Regions from separate parts of the Bos taurus genome. Here region 2 is linked to region 1. Evidence: chromatin contacts called from public Hi-C data. All regions are on one chromosome and are shown on one strand. The core of a region is the stretch at or near the end of the contact, and the rest is flanking DNA. Distances in the headings are between cores, read along the strand shown.

What was found. A called contact is a pair of places that touch in the nucleus more often than the background predicts.
Region 2: a contact with region 1 is called in a Hi-C map of skeletal muscle, with 5 times the contacts expected there. The contact joins the promoter of TXNDC9 here to the promoter of LIPT1 in region 1. A contact is called at or near these places in 2 of 11 Hi-C or Micro-C datasets (liver and skeletal muscle).

Annotation. Positions count from the first base shown.
Region 1 is chr11:4,309,590-4,315,754 of ARS-UCD2.0, forward strand. It overlaps LIPT1 (lipoyltransferase 1), which reads left to right and starts at 1,653. Exons shown (of 2, transcript NM_174795.2): 1 at 1,653-1,740; 2 at 3,351-4,539. The coding sequence starts at 3,352. The coding sequence ends at 4,473.
Region 2 is chr11:4,452,974-4,458,610 of ARS-UCD2.0, forward strand. It overlaps TXNDC9 (thioredoxin domain containing 9), which reads right to left and starts at 1,768. Exons shown (of 5, transcript NM_001076149.1): 1 at 1,651-1,768. It overlaps EIF5B (eukaryotic translation initiation factor 5B), which reads left to right and starts at 2,763. Exons shown (of 24, transcript XM_024999309.2): 1 at 2,763-2,963. The coding sequence starts at 2,929.

The DNA.
Region 1 (6,165 bases), core at 403-2,902:
GGCTTTGGCATAGTCAATAAAGCAGAAATAGATGCCTTTCTGGAACTCTCTTGCTTTTTCCATGATCTAGCAGATGTTGGCAATTTGATCTCTGGTTCCTCTGCCTTTTCTAAAACCAGCTTGAACATCAGGAAGTTCACGGTTCACATATTGCTGAAGCCTGGCTTGGAGAATTTTGAGCATTACTTTACTAGCATGTGAGATGAGTACAATTGTGCAGTAGTTTGAGCATTCTTTGGCATTGCCTTTCTTAAATCAAAAGGGCAACATAAATGAGCAGCCATTGTGTCTTTATTGTAGCTTTAAATGGAGCCCTGGTCGGGGTATCCGCACCACCTAACTGTGAACTCTGGATGATTCTCACTTCAAAATTCAAGTCTCAATGGTTTCTATTCAAAGGAGAGACTGATTTCTGTCCAAGACTGAAAAAGGACGACAAATTCTTTGGGCTCCTCTCATCAAGAGGAGGGGTCCATTACTCCACCTCTTAACTCTGGGTTGTCTCTGCTGGTGCTTTGGCCAACAGAGAATGTGGCCGACATGCTACATCGAAGGCTGTGCCTGAATGGAAGTGCACCAGCAGCCAGTGAGCACCAGCTGCCAGGGATGTGACTAAGACGTGTGAATAAGGGTGTGGAGCCCTCGGCTCAGCCAACCTGTGCTGAATGCTCATTGAAGCCACCCAAGCAAGCCTTGCCCATATAAATGTTCAGTTCAGATGCTCAGTCGTGTCCGACTCTTTGCGACCCCATGAATCGCAGCACGCCAGGCCTCCCTGCCCACCACCAACTCCCGGAGTTTACTCAAACTCATGTCCATCGAGTCGGTGATGCCATCCAGCCATCTCATCCTCTGTCGTCCCCTTCTCCTGCCCCCAATCCCTCCCAGCATCAGAGTCTTTTCCAATGAGTCAACTCTTCGCATGATAGAAATAATAAATCGTTGCGTTAAGCCACTGGCGTTTGAGGCAGTTTAACGACTGATCTGATCTGATAGTTACCTAGAACTTTGCCTGCTGGGGGAATTTCCCACCTGGCTAAGCCCCACAAGGATGTTCTTGCCAACTGCATTGAGGGATACCCTGAGTGGGGACGTTCATGACCCTCGGTGTGCTAGTTTTCCGGCTCTCTCCTTCCTACCTGTTACCATCTCTGTATTGGGAATACCAGCGTTTATTCCTTTAAATGCCATTTGTCTTTTAAAACGGATTTTAGTTTCGTCCCCTTCCAACTGGAGTTGCTTGCCTGCCCTTTGGACTATGAGACGCGCAAAGCTCAGCACAATGGATAAATGTTCAGTGAAGAGCATGCGACCCGACTACTCTGGGGACTACTCTGGGTACCTGGCGGGCCCCCTCCAGCCTGACTCGGCTCCGCGCCTACCTGCGCCCTGCTGACACCTCCTCCACCCCCCGGGCCGGCTCTGGGCTGTGTCGCGGGGAACCTCCATCTGGCCTGGGGCTCTAAGACTTTCGATACTACTATAATTACTGCTATTATTTGAAAGGGAGTGGCGTCCCTGTTTCCGATGGGGCGTGGCGCCAAGGAGGGGGCACCGCAGGACGCTGTCCCCGCAACCGGAAACCCTCAGCCACGCCCCTTCCGGCGCTTCCGGTGCTCCGCCTCACGATGGCCTGGGCGGCTGGCAGAGCGGCCGCATGCGCAGCCGGCTGGGCTTGGGGTAGCAAGCGTAACTCGCACACGGGCCTGCGAGCGCCGTGAGCGCGACCGGAAGCAGCAGGTGTGTGAAGCCGGAGGCGTGGCGGGTGCAGGCTGGCAGCGTGGGCCCCGGGCACTGGCAGCGGTCGGGCACCCCCGATCCCGGGGCGCTGCAGGCCCCGTGGTGTCCGCTTAGAGTTTGGGAGGACCTGGCTCCACGGTTAGGACCGGTTTATGCTCAACACGGGAGGGTCCCAAGTTAGGCATGTTGGGTTCCAGCCCTAGGCGCGCCCTTCGAGAGCCAAAAAGCCGAAATCAGACAGGCACACGGCCGTCCTGAGACTCTGGATAAGTTAAGTGCTAAGAGATGGGATCGTGTCAGCACAGCCACAGATTTCAGTGGAGCTGGAAGACTGGTAGTGGAACTCCATGGGGAGAGAGTCCCTAAGGCCCTCTTACCGTTAGAGGACTCTCTGTTTGCCTGGAATATGCTACTCCCATCAACGTGGTAAAAAGCATCAGATGTGGAGACTCAGTTTAGTTATCCCTTTCTCTGTTAAACCTCTCCTAATCTTTCTAGATAGAGTGTAAACTGGTTCCGCTTTCTGTAGTATCAAGGTATAGCAAGAGTGATGAAAATATGAAGACTCTACCATAGAAATTATTCCTCCAGGACATAACTACAAAATAATTTGGCCTAGTTATGGATTTTACTACCCCAGTCCATCCCAGGCCTTTAACCTAGAAGAAAATTATGACCATTCTAAGAAATGGAATTAAATGGTTTCTTTACAATCATAGCTAGTCAGAATACTTCATTATTATAGCTAGTATTTTCACTCTTTTCATCAGCACTGCTAACAAATAATGTGTGAAGTGTTGAAACATAATAAAATTGTTCCTAACCTTTCTATATAACCTTGCTACTCTGACCTCTCCCCTGACCTCAGGAGGATCCATCCTAATTTAATATTGATCAAAATAAAACAGGCTGACAGTAAATCATGTATCTCACAGTCAAATAGAAATTACATTTCAAGTATTATAAGGACATAAATCTTTATACACTGATGTTCATTGTTGATAACACAGAAGGACTAGAAACAACCTAAACTTACAAACTAAGAGATTGGTTGAGGAAAAGGTGGTGTTATCTGACAATGAAATATTACACGTTAAGACTGATGTAAAAATTGGTTTAACATTGAATTAAATAAAGTTTGGTTACACTTCTGGTGGGGAAGTATATGTGGATTTACACATGCACAGAAAAAAATGGGTACACACCAACATGTTAGTTGTAATTACTTCCCAGTGGTGGTATTACGGGTTTTTTTTTTCCTTGCCTGTCTGTATTTTCTCATTTTTCTCAATGAATGTGTATTACCTGTGAATTCAAAATAATTTTTTGGCTTTGAGGTATATTAATAATTATTTTCAGCTTTATTATTTGAATAATCTCTGCCCTTATTCCACTTCAGCTAAAACAATTTGAGGTTTGTATGATTTATTTCCTTTGAGTACTCTGTTGGAGAAGTTTTATTAAAGACTAATGGTAAAGCCAAAAGGCAAGAAAAGCAACCAGACTGGATACTTAGATAAGTTTGGATCAAATAACCAAGAAGTGATAGCTACAAAATAGAATTTAATTTTCTTTTTCTCGATCATTAATTTATCTTCCATTTTTGACAGCATGCTAATCCCATTTTCCATGAAGAATTGCTTCCAGTTACTTTGTAATCTCAAGGTCCCAGCAGCTGGCTTTAAAAACACAGTTAAAAGTGGACTCATTTTACAGTCAATTTCCAATGACGTTTACCACAATCTGGCTGTAGAAGACTGGATCCACGACCATATGAATTTAGAAGGCAAGCCAGTCCTTTTCTTGTGGAGGAATTCTCCCACTGTGGTAATTGGTCGGCATCAGAACCCTTGGCAGGAATGTAACCTGAATCTGATGAGAGAAGAAGGTGTGAAACTGGCTCGGAGGAGAAGTGGAGGAGGGACAGTCTACCATGATATGGGTAACATCAACTTGACTTTTTTTACAACCAAGAAAAAGTATGATAGGATGGAGAATCTAAAATTAGTTGTGAGAGCCTTGAAGGCTGTCCACCCACACCTGGACGTGCAGGCTACTAAAAGATTTGACCTTTTACTTGACGGACAGTTTAAAATCTCAGGAACAGCTTCCAAGATTGGCCGCAATGCAGCTTATCACCACTGCACTTTGCTATGTGGTACTGACGGGACCTTCTTATCATCTTTGCTGAAGAGCCCTTACCAAGGGATCAGGAGCAATGCCACTGCCAGCACACCTGCCTTAGTGAAAAACCTTATGGAAAAAGATCCCACTCTGACCTGTGAAGTAGTGATAAATGCTGTTGCCACAGAGTATGCTACTTCTCATCAAATCGATAATCACATTCACCTAATAAACCCAACAGATGAGACAGTGTTTCCTGGAATAAACAGCAAAGCCATAGAACTACAGACCTGGGAATGGATATATGGCAAAACTCCGAAGTTCAGTGTAGATACTTCCTTCACTGTGTTACATGAACAGTCACACGTGGAAATTAAAGTATTCATAGATGTCAAGAATGGGAGAATTGAAGTCTGTAATATTGAAGCACCTGATCATTGGTTGCCGCTGGAAATATGTGACCAGTTAAATTCAAGTCTTATTGGTAGTAAATTTTCCCCAATTGAAACGACAGTGCTAACAAGTATATTACATAGAACATATCCAGGGGATGATGAGCTACACAGTAAATGGAATATTCTGTGTGAAAAAATTAAGGGAATAATGTGATTCCAAGTAAATTTCTTAATGTTGACAGTTTTGATGAGAAAATTAAAATGTTTACAGTGCATTTTTTAAAAAACTTTATTCTTGGCTGTGAATGGGCTTTCTCTAGTTGCAATGTGTGGGCTTCTCATTGTTGCAGAGCTCAGGCTCTAGCCTCGAAGGCATCAGTAGTTGTGACTCGAAGGCTGTAAAGCACAGGCTCAGTAGTTACAGCACACAGGCCTAGTTACCCTGGGGCATGTGAAATCTTCCTGGACCAAGGATCAAACCTGTGTCCCCTGCATTGACAGTTGAACTCTTAACCACTGGACCACTAGGGAAATCCCTGTCTGTCTTCATTGGTTTTAATACTGGGCTGGCTAAAGGGTTCATTCAGGATTTTCCATAAGATGTTTTTTTTGTTTTTTTTCCATAAGATGTTAATGCAAAAACCGAAACAAACTTTTTGGCCAAACCTATACTTGACTGCATTTGTATTTCAGCTCTTTTCTTTTGTTACCATCTTGGGGTTGGATACCATATTGAACACTCTGACCTCACAGTTCTTTTTCTTACCACTAGGGAATATAACCCTGCCTTCTTGATACTATATACTATACTATATAGTATACTATACTATAAACTATAAATTTCTCCCTTTTAATTACATTTCCCTATCCTTTCATTCTCTCCCACTAAATCAAGCTTACTGCACTTTTCTAAGCCAATAACTTTTCTCTAGTCTCTTGCTTCATCTCCATTTCTTACTAGCATTCTCACATTTCTCTTGACCTATCATAGCCACTCTTTTTTTCAACAATTGATTTTCCACTCATATAACTAGATGGTGGGCGATGCTAGAAGAAAATTCACATAATCATGCAGAGTAGTGTCTTCTCAGGCGGCGCTAGTGGTAAGGAATCTGCCTACAATGCAGGAGATGAAAGAGACATCAGTTTGACCCCTGGGTGGAGACCATCCCCTGGAGTAGGAAATGGCAACCTGCTCCAGTATTCTTGTTTGGAAAGTTCCATGGACAGAGGAGCTTAGCAGGCTACAGTCCGTGGAGTTGCAAAGAGTCAGACACAACTGAGCTCACACACGTGCATGCTCACACACAGATTCGCCCAATTTCATATTTATAGTTTTTCACTTGTTTTTGTTCTGTAGGCATCAGATTCAACTCACTTCTGTTGACTGCCTCTCATTCACCAGTAAACCCTTGAGCAGCAGTCTTTCAGAATTGAGTTCCTTCAGCTGCTTATGTTTTCTACTTCAACTTTTCTCATTTCATTCAATCCCAGAGAAAGAAATACGTCCTCTTCCTTAAAGCTGAGCCCCCTAATTGTACTGTGGATTTTTCTTCTCCAGCTTTTTTTTTTTTAAATATTTAAGCTGCGTATGGTGTTAGTTGCATCACTGAGATCTTTTGTTGCAGTGCACAGATTCTCTAGTTGCGGCTCTGGGGCTTAGTTGCTCCATGCACGTGAGCTCTTACTTCCCCGACCAGGAATTAAACCCACGTCCCCTGTATTTCAAGGCAGATTTTCTACCACTGGACCACCAGGGAAGTCTGTTTATGTTTTGTACTATCAATTATTTATCTCCTTTATCTTGCATAAGTCTATCTCAACTTTTACTGAATCATTAGTACTCTTGCCTGGGAAATCCCATGGGCGGAGGAGCCTGGTAGGCTGCAGTCCATGGGATCACTAA
Region 2 (5,637 bases), core at 518-3,017, 140 kb after region 1:
CATCTCTGCCTAAATGATCTTAACTCTGAAGACAGCTCATTACAACTTGTGTAAAGAACTCTGCCTGGTGTTCCCTAAGCTCTAGTTTCCAATTCTGTTCTCTTAGTAACTAATAAAGTCTATGAGCCCACAAAGATTGATACTAGTATTGATTTGGTGACACCCAGTGCTCGTAACTTTGATGTCAAACAACGTAACACTCCAAATATAAAAAGCATATTGATCTATGCAAGATAGGAGTTTAAAAATAGACTCTAATTCAGATCTCAATGACATAGTCTATTTATTTAACATTTTTATTTTATATTGGCATACAGTTGATTTACAATGTGTTAAGTTTTAGATATACAGCAAAGTGATTAATTTATACATACTCAATTACCTTTTCCAAATTCTTTACCCATTTAAGTGATTATAGATTACTGAATAGAGTTCTCTGTGCTATACAGTATGTCTTTGTTGGTTATCTATTTCAACTGAGTATTTTAAAAGAAATTATTTTTTACCAGCAACAATTAGATGAATTTTATGTGTACTCCTGGGTTATTACCGCAGAAATTTATAATTTGTCAAAGCAGGAGACTGTTGATCTCAACTATGTTTTCAACTACTACTGAAGCACTTTTTAAAAATCTGAAATTTGTGAGCTCATTTGCCCAGCTTCTGACACACAGACTGGCCCACCAGACCCTCTATTAACTGTTGAACTGAATTGAAATAGTCTTCCTGCAAAATTCGCCTCTGATTCCATTTTTTCCCCCCACATGAAAAGCAGTCGAAAAGCATACTGGATTTTCTCTTTGTATTCCTGGAGCTAGCAGTGTTGGGAACACTGCAGGTGCGCAAAAAATATTTGTCAACGGTTGAAGTAGCATGTGTCTAGCTATTGTTCAAATTATGGTTATGTTTAAAGTATTTCTGGGTTTTAAAAACCAAAATGTAAGTTCCTCACATGCGATAAAATTTTAAAGGAGCTGTATTTCAAGTACAGAAAATGAATTTCACACTCCCTACTTCTCAAGAAAAACTGGATCGGGGCAGATGAGACAGAGAAGTAGTATCTGTTAAACACGGACTTGCTGGTCAGACCTTATTCTTTACAAGGGGCGTAGCGGTTGCTTGTCCCTGGAGTTTTACAGGCTGAGCTCAGAATTTAATTCTGGGATAACTGGGAGGAGAAGCGATTAACAAGAGCTGTTCTGGGCGGCAGGTTGTGCTGGGCATCGCCTTCAGAAAGGGGGAAAGGAGATCGTGCAGAGATAACTTCATTCTCCAAATCACAAGCTTCTGATTCTTTTTTCAGTTCAACTGAATGGTGGGCAGGGATGTGTCCTCAAGTTACCTAACCATTTCCGCGACTCCCCTGTGTGCACCCGCCAAAACAACCAGGGGGCCTCGCCGTTAACCGCACGCCAGCCGCTTCCCAAAAGTACCCTCGCTTCTCCCCGCGCCCCCAGGGACAGACGAGGGCAGAAGCGAGGTGGCCCCAGCTTCAAAGCCTCCCCGGCGCATGCGCCAAAGCCTCCTCCGTGGCGGGGACTCCGGAGCCCGAGCCGCGCCCCTCCCCCGCCTAGGCAGGATGCGGAGCAGGCGGGCGTCCGTTAGCACCAGGATGCATGGCCGGTTTTTTCACGCCACTCTCTGCCTCACCTGAGCTCTCCGCGATACCTGAGATACGAAGAACCAGCTTCTCCAGAAGAGCAATCCTCTCTGGCTTCAGCCTCCAAGCAGCTGCGGGTAGCTGCGAAGCGACCGTCACTTCCGCCTCCTCATTGGCCGCGGATCTCACGCGGTAGCAACTGCAACGTCCCAGGAAGTGGAGGTAGTGCGGGGGAGGGGGGAGGGAAGTGCGCGCGGCGAGCGCTTCTGCGCGTGCGCCCTTCTCCACCTTTCCTCTGCTCCAGCTCTCTGAACTCTGGCGTGTGAACCTCCGAGTAAACAGCCCAGAGGGCGGGGGAGCGAAGTACGCTGGGGATTGTAGTTTCTTAGTGCCCAGCCTGGAGTTGACGTTCTTAGGCTCTGACACATGTTACATCAGAAAGGAAATAGCAATGATTCTGCTCTGGAGTGGCACTCCAATTTTGTTTCCATTCGGTTTATTGAACAATTCCCCCCTTTAAAAAACAAAGTATAACTTACGTGTAAGTTTTTACATAGTTAACACATAGAGTCGTTGTCCAGATCCGGATATAAAACACTTTTACAACCCTAGTATGACATAAGTTTTTAGAGCTTGTTCTCGGTTTGAATGTAAAGATCATGATCTGTTTAGGAGAAATAATGGGTGTGTCTTTTTTAATGGTTTCTGTTTATTTGTTTTGGTAATTCATGGACATGACTACGAGGCTCAATATTGTGGATTTCTGTCTCCCTTTGGAACACCCAGACGGCTCACCAGTGGTTCACTATCCTTCTTTATTGAACTTCACGCAGCTGAGTACAAAGGGACAGAGGTTAAAGGTGGAAGGGAAGCCCAAAGTCTACTTTTGAACTGAGATCCAATTCCCCAACTCTGCGTCCCCCAGCAGGGAGAGACCCGACGGGGGAAATTTCCAACCTCATTGTCCACCTCGGGGTTCTAGAATCTTGAAACCCCGCGGACCTCGGAGCGCCGCGGACGCGTGCCGGAAGGGGGCGCTCCGGTTTCCGCCTGACGGGCGGGGTAACTAGAGACGCTCTACCCGCGGCGCAGCTCTCGATGAGCCGCGCCCTGCGTCCCCACGCCGAGGCGGCGGGGCGATGCGCTTGCGCACTCGGAGCTCACACCATATGTGCCCTGTCCCAGTGCGCGGGTCTGTGGAGAGCCGGGTGCGAGAGGAGGCAGCGCGAGGGGCACGGAGCCGAGCGGAGACCGAAGTCAGCCGAGGGACAGCGGGTCTGTGAGAGACCAAGTAGAGGGGCTGGGGCTGCGAGCGCCGCTGACACACGATGGGGAAGAAGCAGAAAAACAAGAACGAAGACAGGTATTAGTGGCGGGGTCCTCACGGCGGCGGCCGGCGCGGCTCAGGGGGTCGCGCGGGTCCCTCGGGCGCGGGGCGGACCCGGGTCGAGGCTCGAGAGCGGCCCCGCGAGGCCCAGGCCGGGACCTAGAGTGGGCAGCGCGGGCCCGAGACCCCAGTTCCGGGCAGGCGAGGAGGGCCTCGGCGGCGAGCGGGTTCCCAGCCTAGACTCCGTCCCCTCGCCCGGCTCGGGAGAAGGTCTCTGGCTTAGGAGCCGGGAGTCTTTTTGGGGTTCGCGGTCCCTTGGGGCAGGGCTCGGGCGGCCTCACGGAGCCGGGGGCCACTTGGCCACCGTGGCACGGGCGGGTGGGAGTTGTTGCGGCGCTGCTCTTGGCGGAGGTCTGGAAGAATTCTTTTTTATGTCTGGGTGCCTATGAATTCTTGGAGAGAGAAGGGTTTGGAATGCGACGAGCCTCCAGCCAGGTGTTCTCACCCTCGGAGCCTCTCAGGCACGTTAGAGACAACGCGAGGAGCGTAGCAGGTTGCTCTGTCTTAACTTCAGTTAATTTGGTTCAGCTTTCAATTACTTACGGGCTGATTGTCCAGACTCCATGCTTTTCGCGTTCCTCCTTCCGGCCTTTTGGTTATTTCTTTACTCGCTAGCACCTCCCCTAAGAAAGGAGGAGATGAAACAAACCAACCAGGGTCGCTCTTTTCTAACCACTTAAAAAGGCTTTGGGGGCGAGGGAGCTTAAGGGTGTATGTAGAGTTGAGTACCCCGAGATTATTGTAACATCCCTGGGTGTCATATTCGGTGGAGTTCTTTACCCCTCTTCATGGAAAGGGCTTACTTCCTGGGAGTGAACAACATATGTTATTTTTCATCTTTGTAAACTACTCACCAAACTTAGTTCAAATACTGGGCGTAGTAAGAGAAATTCGGAAGACAAAAACAGCACCCTGTGTTAGTTCATTTTGACTCAAAATGGATATTTGCTCTTGAAGTTTGAATAAAATTACTAGTTGTGATTTGGAATCCTGGGTCGTTCCCTGACCTGGCCCTCACCTAGCTGTTGAATGGAGTTAAAAAAGACACTAAGTGTCTTGTATTTCAGTTGGAGGTCTATTGGAGGAAGTTAGTTGGTTTGAAGAGTAACCAGATAAATAGGAAAAAATAAGCAGAATTCTGGGGTGATTTAGTGGGGCAAAAATTTCTATGCTTTTGACAGGATGTTTTGGTGCCTGAGATACTTTTTTTTCGTCAGCCTTACACAAGAAATGGAGAGATGAGTGTAATAAAGCTTCCTGTACCAGTTACCCAGCTTCAGCCATTGTTGTCACGTGACTGGTCCTGTTTCGTCTACCTGCTGGATATTTTAAAGCAACTCTGAAAATCGTTTCATGTGTAAATCCTTTAAGTGTATCTGAAAGGTGAATACCTGAGGGGAAAAAAACCACAGAAACACAACATAAAGCACAAACACAATGTCATTAAACCCAAGGAATACTAGCAATGATTTCTTAAATACAGTTGTCGGTTTTCTAATTTCACTGATCCTTATAAGATATCTTTTTTTTCTTTACACAATTGGTTTGTTTGAATCAGGACTACAGAACTCTATTATTTGGATTAAAAAATATGTATGTATTATCTTAATTTTTTTACTTTTCAAGCTCTTTTGCATTAGAAAAAAGCTATTGAGAAGAGAAATATTTATTGTGTGTGCATTTTTTTAGAGAAAAGTGTTACTGATTCATAACATTGTTTATGGATGACATAAAGTTTAAATTGCAAACATTGGAACCTGTTAAATGATTGGTTTGATAGGATAGAAAGAAGGCTATTGGATTTTTTTCCCCTCAGACTAAATCTGCAGCCTTTATTTTTTGGCTCATGTTGAAGGAAAAATGGTGGCAATGTCAGTGAAAAACACATTTTCTTATAAGCCAATATCAAGTTTCTTTGTTTTTTAATGATTTGTGGATTCCTCCCACCTCCCCTTCCCTTCCCAGTTGTCTTAAGCCAGACATGTTTCTGCTCAGAAAGAACTGGGTAAGAAATGAGCACCTGCTTATTAGCTATCAAGTTAAGGCATTGGGCCACTTTTCAGTTACTGGAAAGAACATAAAATACGTGACTATTTTAATCCTTATATTGTTATTTTAAATTTTTAGCCACTCAGTGTTCATTTAAAATTAGATTTTACTATCTAATCTGAGGGCTTCCAGGTGGTAAAGAATCCACCTGCCAGTATGGGAGACACAGGAGATGTGGGTTCAATCCCTGGGTTGGGAAGATCCCCAGGAGAAGGAAATGGCAGCCCACTCCAGTATTCTAGCCTGGAAAATTCCGTCGACAGAGGAGCCTGGTGGGCTACAGTCCATGTGGTCACAAAAGAGTTGGACACGACTGAGAGCGCATAGTGCTCACATACACATACATACACGTACACAGCTAATCTGAGGGATCTTATTTGGATTACGTATGTTATGTTATGGAGAAGGCAACGGCACCCCACTCCAGTACTCTTGCCTGGAAAATCCCATGGACGGAGGAGCCTGGTGGGCTGCAGTCCATGGGGTCGCTAGGAGTTGGACATGACGGAGCGACTTCACTTTCACTTTTCACTTTCATGCATTGGAGAAGGAAATGGCAACCCACTCCAGTATTCTTGCCTGGAGAATCCCAGGGACGGGG